Linked DNA regions of Triticum aestivum: region 2 is linked to region 1. A link is a contact called in public Hi-C data. All regions are on one chromosome and are shown on one strand. The core of a region is the stretch at or near the end of the contact, and the rest is flanking DNA. Distances in the headings are between cores, read along the strand shown.

Evidence for each region. Hi-C and Micro-C count contacts between places; a contact is called where the count stands out from the background.
Region 2: a Hi-C map of leaf shows a contact between it and region 1, with 2.5 times the contacts expected there. The contact joins the promoter of LOC123074587 here to the enhancer-like site in region 1. A contact is called at or near these places in 2 of 5 Hi-C or Micro-C datasets (both in leaf).

What each region holds. Positions count from the first base shown.
Region 1 is chr3D:327,684,704-327,687,403 of IWGSC CS RefSeq v2.1, forward strand. No RefSeq gene overlaps it. Among protein-coding and RNA genes, the nearest start is that of LOC123078680, 54 kb to the right of the region's middle. Within about 2 kb of position 1,383, at least 3 of the 8 cell types and tissues checked have an H3K27ac peak or open chromatin away from gene starts, as enhancers often do. A contact at or near this core is called in leaf, where this site is marked.
Region 2 is chr3D:328,325,978-328,328,677 of IWGSC CS RefSeq v2.1, forward strand. LOC123074587 reads left to right here and starts at 1,289. Exons shown (of 1, transcript XM_044497384.1): 1 at 1,289-2,200. The coding sequence starts at 1,556. The coding sequence ends at 1,966.

The DNA.
Region 1 (2,700 bases), core at 133-2,632:
CCCCAAACCACAAGCAAGTTCATACGATGCTAAATAAAAATAGGTAAAAACGATACTAGATAAAACAAGATAAGCAAATAAAACTACTCCTCGTCCTCCTCGATGGTGTAGTCCGAGGATGTACACGCGTCGAGCCACCGAGGATCTTCATCGTCTAGGTCGACGCAGGTCCCAGCTCGATCTGGGCTTCCGCCAGTTCCTTCCGCGCACGCTTTTCTGCCCGACGCACGGCTTGCTCCACCCTCCTCTACGCCCAGAACTCATTCTCGGCGGCGACATCCTGCGGGAAGCGCTCACGCCACACCGCCATGGCGTGCTCATCCGCCTCGGCAATGAGGAAGCGGCGCTCCCTCCTCCGCTGGAGGCGGCGATCCTCGTCAGTGATTAGATGCGGGGGAGGCGCGAGTTCCTGCGCCTGCTCGCGCGTCCGCACGTCGGAGAAGTTCACCTGCGACCGAGGCCACCCGAGGCGCCACGCCGTCGCATCGTACGCACGGGCGGCCTCGAATGTTTTGAGTATGAGGCGTGAATCATCGGAGCGGATCTTCGCGTAATACACGCCGGAGGGGCGGAGGCGGACGCCACGGAAGCCCGAGCGGATCCGGGGCGCGGCGATATGGCGGGACGTTGGAAGAGGCGGGGGGAGAAGACGTGGCGGCGGCGGGGAGGGGGAGAAGGCCCGACGGCGGCGGGCCAATGGAAGAGGCGAGGAAGAAGGCGTGGCGGGAGGGAAATCGTGGCGGTTGGCGGGCACAGGCGCGCGACTTTTAACCAGCTCGTTGGGCATCGCGCGCCAAAACTACCGCGCGCTGCCGCTTTTTCCCGCGCGGGCGCCAATTTTTTTCGCGCGCCTGCTGGAGCTCACCACACGGCCTCTCGCGCGTCAAACTGGCGGTTTATCCAGCGTGCCCGATATTTCGCGCGCCTGTTGGAGATGCTCTTAGAGGAGGGGTAAGTTTAACTGTTTAAGTCCCTCCATTTTATTTACTGCAATTATTAGCTTGACCTGAATCAAACTTTATAAAGTTTGACTAAGTTTATCTAAAATAATCTAAACTTTCACAAAAGAAATATACTCCCTTTGTAATCAAATATAAGACCGTTTAGATCACTATAATATTATATTTATTTACAAAAGGAGTATATGATATAAAAATTAAAAGTATATTAATTGATAATTCTAATGGTATTGATTTGGTATTTTAGACTTAATAATATTTTATATAAACTTTGACTTGATACCGAACTAATATGCAAAGTAAATAAAACCTAAGGAGTACATACAAACAGTTTAACAATAAAACATATACACACCAGAGCATACCAGGCCATCTGGACCAGCATGGCCCGGCCCACCCTTAAACGTGTGGCCCTGTCGTGCCGGCACGCGTAGCTTGTCTAAAGGCTCAGGCACGTCATGTAAAGTACACGGATGCTATATCTCGTTCATAGAGCAAGATGTAGCATCTGTCTCGCCTAACATCTGTGTGATGTGGGCCGGCCCATTAGCTATATTCGCTTGTGTTGCTGTAATTCACTCTGCTCTGCTTTCCTCTGGTTTTTTTCTTTTTTTCACCATATTTATTTGTTCTTTCTTGGTTTTCACTTTATTTTTTTCTTTTATTTCTTTTCTTCCTTCGTTATTTTCTTTGTTTCTTTTTCTTTCTTCACTGGTTTTCTTGTTTTGTTTGTTTCTTTTTCTTTTTTCACTGGTTTCTCCAGTTTTCTTGTTTTCTTTTTCTCTATGGTCTTTGCTTATATCTTTGTTTTTATTTCTATTTTTTTAAGACATGTCTACACTTTCCTTACACACTAAACATTTCTTATACGCCAAGAACATTATTCAATACACGTTTAATTTTTTAAATATATGATTAACATATTTTTTTCAAATATTTTTTTTGATGCCTATTGTTTTCGTACACATTTTACATTTTTTGTTTGCATCTAAAACATTTTCTAATACAAGCTTAAAATTTAGTATATGCATGATTAACATTTTTTAATATATGTTTTTATGTCTACTTTTTCCGTACACATCTAACATTTTTTATACATCCAAAGCATTTTCGTATACATGTTTATCACTTTTAGTACATGTTTAGCATTTTTAAGTACATTTTAACACCTTTTCAGATATATGTTTTGATGTCTATTGTTTTCATACACATGGTACATTTTTTGTATACATCTAATATTTATTTTTATACATGTTTACCATTTTTATATACATGATTAATATTATTTTTCAAATACATGTTTTGATGTCTACTTTTGTCGTACACATCATACATTTTCTCATACATGTGAAACTTTTCTCTACATGTTTAATTTTTTTTGAATAATTTGTATACATCAGAAACATTTTCTATACATGCTCAACACTTTTCAAATGTATGTTTAACATTTTTTCTAAATTTTATGTAAAGTGTTTTCTAATATATAAGGAAAAAATAAAGGAAGAAAACAAAACAAAAAGGTGAAAAAAGAAGAAAAAAGCGCTTTAAGGCCTGCAACCTCCGGCACGCTGGGCCGACCCATTGTCTCAGCCGCTTGAGGCGAGAGGTTGTTGTGTGTCGCATCAAGCGAGACATAGTCATCCCCCATGAAGTAAACATGTCGGCCCGTGGCATGTTTAGTATCTAATGGGTCGTTCGGCACATTATTCCTTTTCTAACCTAATTACTTCAAAAAATTAGA
Region 2 (2,700 bases), core at 39-2,538, 640 kb after region 1:
CACTTAGAGCAAGTATAATAAGATACAGTCAGCAGGCTGTAAGGATTAAAATATTGTATGTTTACTGAGTTGGATGAGAGAGAAGAGGAAAGAGAAGGGAAGTTGGCTACAGATTAAGAGCCGGCTGCAGCACGTGCTCCAAGAAACAATGTGAGATTGTAAGGTGGGCCATGTAGTAATGAAGTAGTAGTACTTTGTAAATTGCCGCTATACATGTTGGCTATTAGGTTGGCTATAAATGATGTGGCAACTTCATATAGCCGCCGATTGTTGGCTGTACTATTAACCATGCTCTGTTAGGAGCTCCCCGTCGAGTGCCCGTCATGGTTGACCCTTGATAACTGCTACGTCTCGACCCAACAAGCTTTTTGTGACTGTCGACAAGAATGCATCAATAAACCAAGACGCATCAGCAATTTTATGTCCGACCCTATCCATGGCGCTATTGAACTTTGTGCTCAGCTGAGGCCCACTGTGGACATCTCCGTGACTGCGGATGCTGATTTTGTGCGACCAGAACTCCGGCAGTCTTTCTAAAGTCTGTTCTGCAGGATCTTTCGGTGGGTGTATTTTTTAAACTGCTATATCAGTGTATGCGTTCGAACTATAATGCACTTGCTATCTCAGAACCTGAAGGAGCAACAAGTTGAATGAAGGACTGCCGCGGTTTTGTTGTCGGACAACTAGTTCGCAAGAATAAAACTGGGAGTTTAGTTTGAATGTATGTAGTATATGTTTTGTCATTTTATTATACCCTGTGAGGCTGCTGACCTTTCGTACTGGTTATTTGCTTCCTTTGCCTGATGATGATAAGTAAAGGCTCACTCGGCTTCTGAAGATCGCTCTGAGCATGTTATTTCTGTGGTCAGAGTTGACCATGTTGGTGTTGATTTGCTTCCGAATCCTGTCTGTCCAGGCAGAACGTATTTCTGTTTTGACAAATATTTCCGCGGTAATTTTCGAGTTATAACACTGTTTGACAAGATGATTTCCGTTCTCTTTTGTCTTGTTGGTCTCGAAGATGCTGTCAGTCTTCAGTGAAACCGACGAGTACGGGAATCCTACGTGGCGCCTCATTCTGAAAGCATGGATTGTTACGGAGAGCTCGGATCCCATACAAAGATGAAGGAAGGGATTTGACGTCACCAGCAAACGCAGAATTCTCAGTCGCACTTTCCAAATTCCCGCAAAATGCTGACAGCGACTCGATTCTCACGGTGCAAAACTGACCAATGGAGCAGCAATACCACACCCGCGCGTTGCCGGCTCTCCGGACTCCACAAAGCAAACGTTTCAAGTCGCAACACACAGAAGTAGACAACGCGATCCCTCCCTTCGCCATGATCGTCACGCCGAACCTCCCCGCGCCGAAGCTAAACTCCTAAAGCCCAACGATGAATTCGAGGACACACCGTCCGTGACATGACTCGTTTGGTCATGCCTCCTGCTTCTTCTCCACGCCTTATAAACCCCCCACGGCCGGATGCAATGCAACCTCAGACACAAGCACACACGACACGAGCACCTAATTAACGAAGCTTGCTAGCAGCTAGCCATGGCCGAGAGGGAGGGAGCGGTGGTGAAGAAGGGGCACGAGGAGGGCCTGAAGCTGGCGGCGTCGCTGCTGGAGGAGTTCGGGCTGCCCCTGGGCCTGCTGCCGCTCGCGGACGTGATCGAGGTCGGCTTCGTGCGGGCCACCGGCTACATGTGGATCGCGCAGCAGAAGAAGGTGGAGCACCGCTTCAAGATGGTGAGCAAGCAGGTGAGCTACGACGTGGAGATCACCGGCTACGTCAAGACCAAGTGCATCAAGAAGCTCAAGGGCGTCAAGGCCAAGGAGCTCATGCTGTGGCCGCCCGTCAACGAGATCACCGTCGACGACCCGCCCACCGGCAAGATCGTCTTCAGGAGCCTCGCCGGCGTCACCAAGACCTTCCCCGTCGAGGCCTTCGCCGCCGGCCAGTAGGCGCGCCCGGGCCGCAGCATTTCCGTATTTATACCGCGGCTTTGGCTTCGTTGAAGACTAGTACTACTACCTGGCGCCGGGGTACCGGCTACTGAAGCGGCTGCATTCGTTTAATTTCGCGAGTTTGTTGTTCTCAAGGCTACGATCAAGCCTTGTACTATCGTATCGTTACAAGTGTGTCGGTGTCCGCGTTGTACTTTCAACCGTGCTTATAAACGGGTTTGGTGGATTCTACTTCTCATTGTGTTTGCGCTGGCCGGGACGAGGATTTCCTTCTGCAAGATGTCGATCGGCACAGTTTCCAACAAAAAATGCTGCGACAGCACGCCGGTAGAGCTTGCTTCGACGTCGCTTCTTAGGGCATGTCAGTGGTTGATAATATAGTGTTACCATAAGCACGTCGTGTAGACAACAAAACATGTTGTAAGGTTATTTTTTTAGTCTTACTAGCACATACGCCCGTGTGTTGCAACGGGAGAAAAAAATTATGTACATTTTCTTTCATCCGAGGAGATTTAAAGCTATGAAGTATCTGAATATTGTAGGAAACATGAACCTTTTTCAAATCCTGAACATGTTTTTGAAAATTATGTACGCTTTGAGAAAATCACGAAGAAAATTTTAAATAGGAACATATTTTAAAATTCACAAACATTTTTTGGAAGCACCAATCTTTTTAATAAAAACATGGACATTATATGATTTTGTGAACATTTTTATGAAACAGGAACATG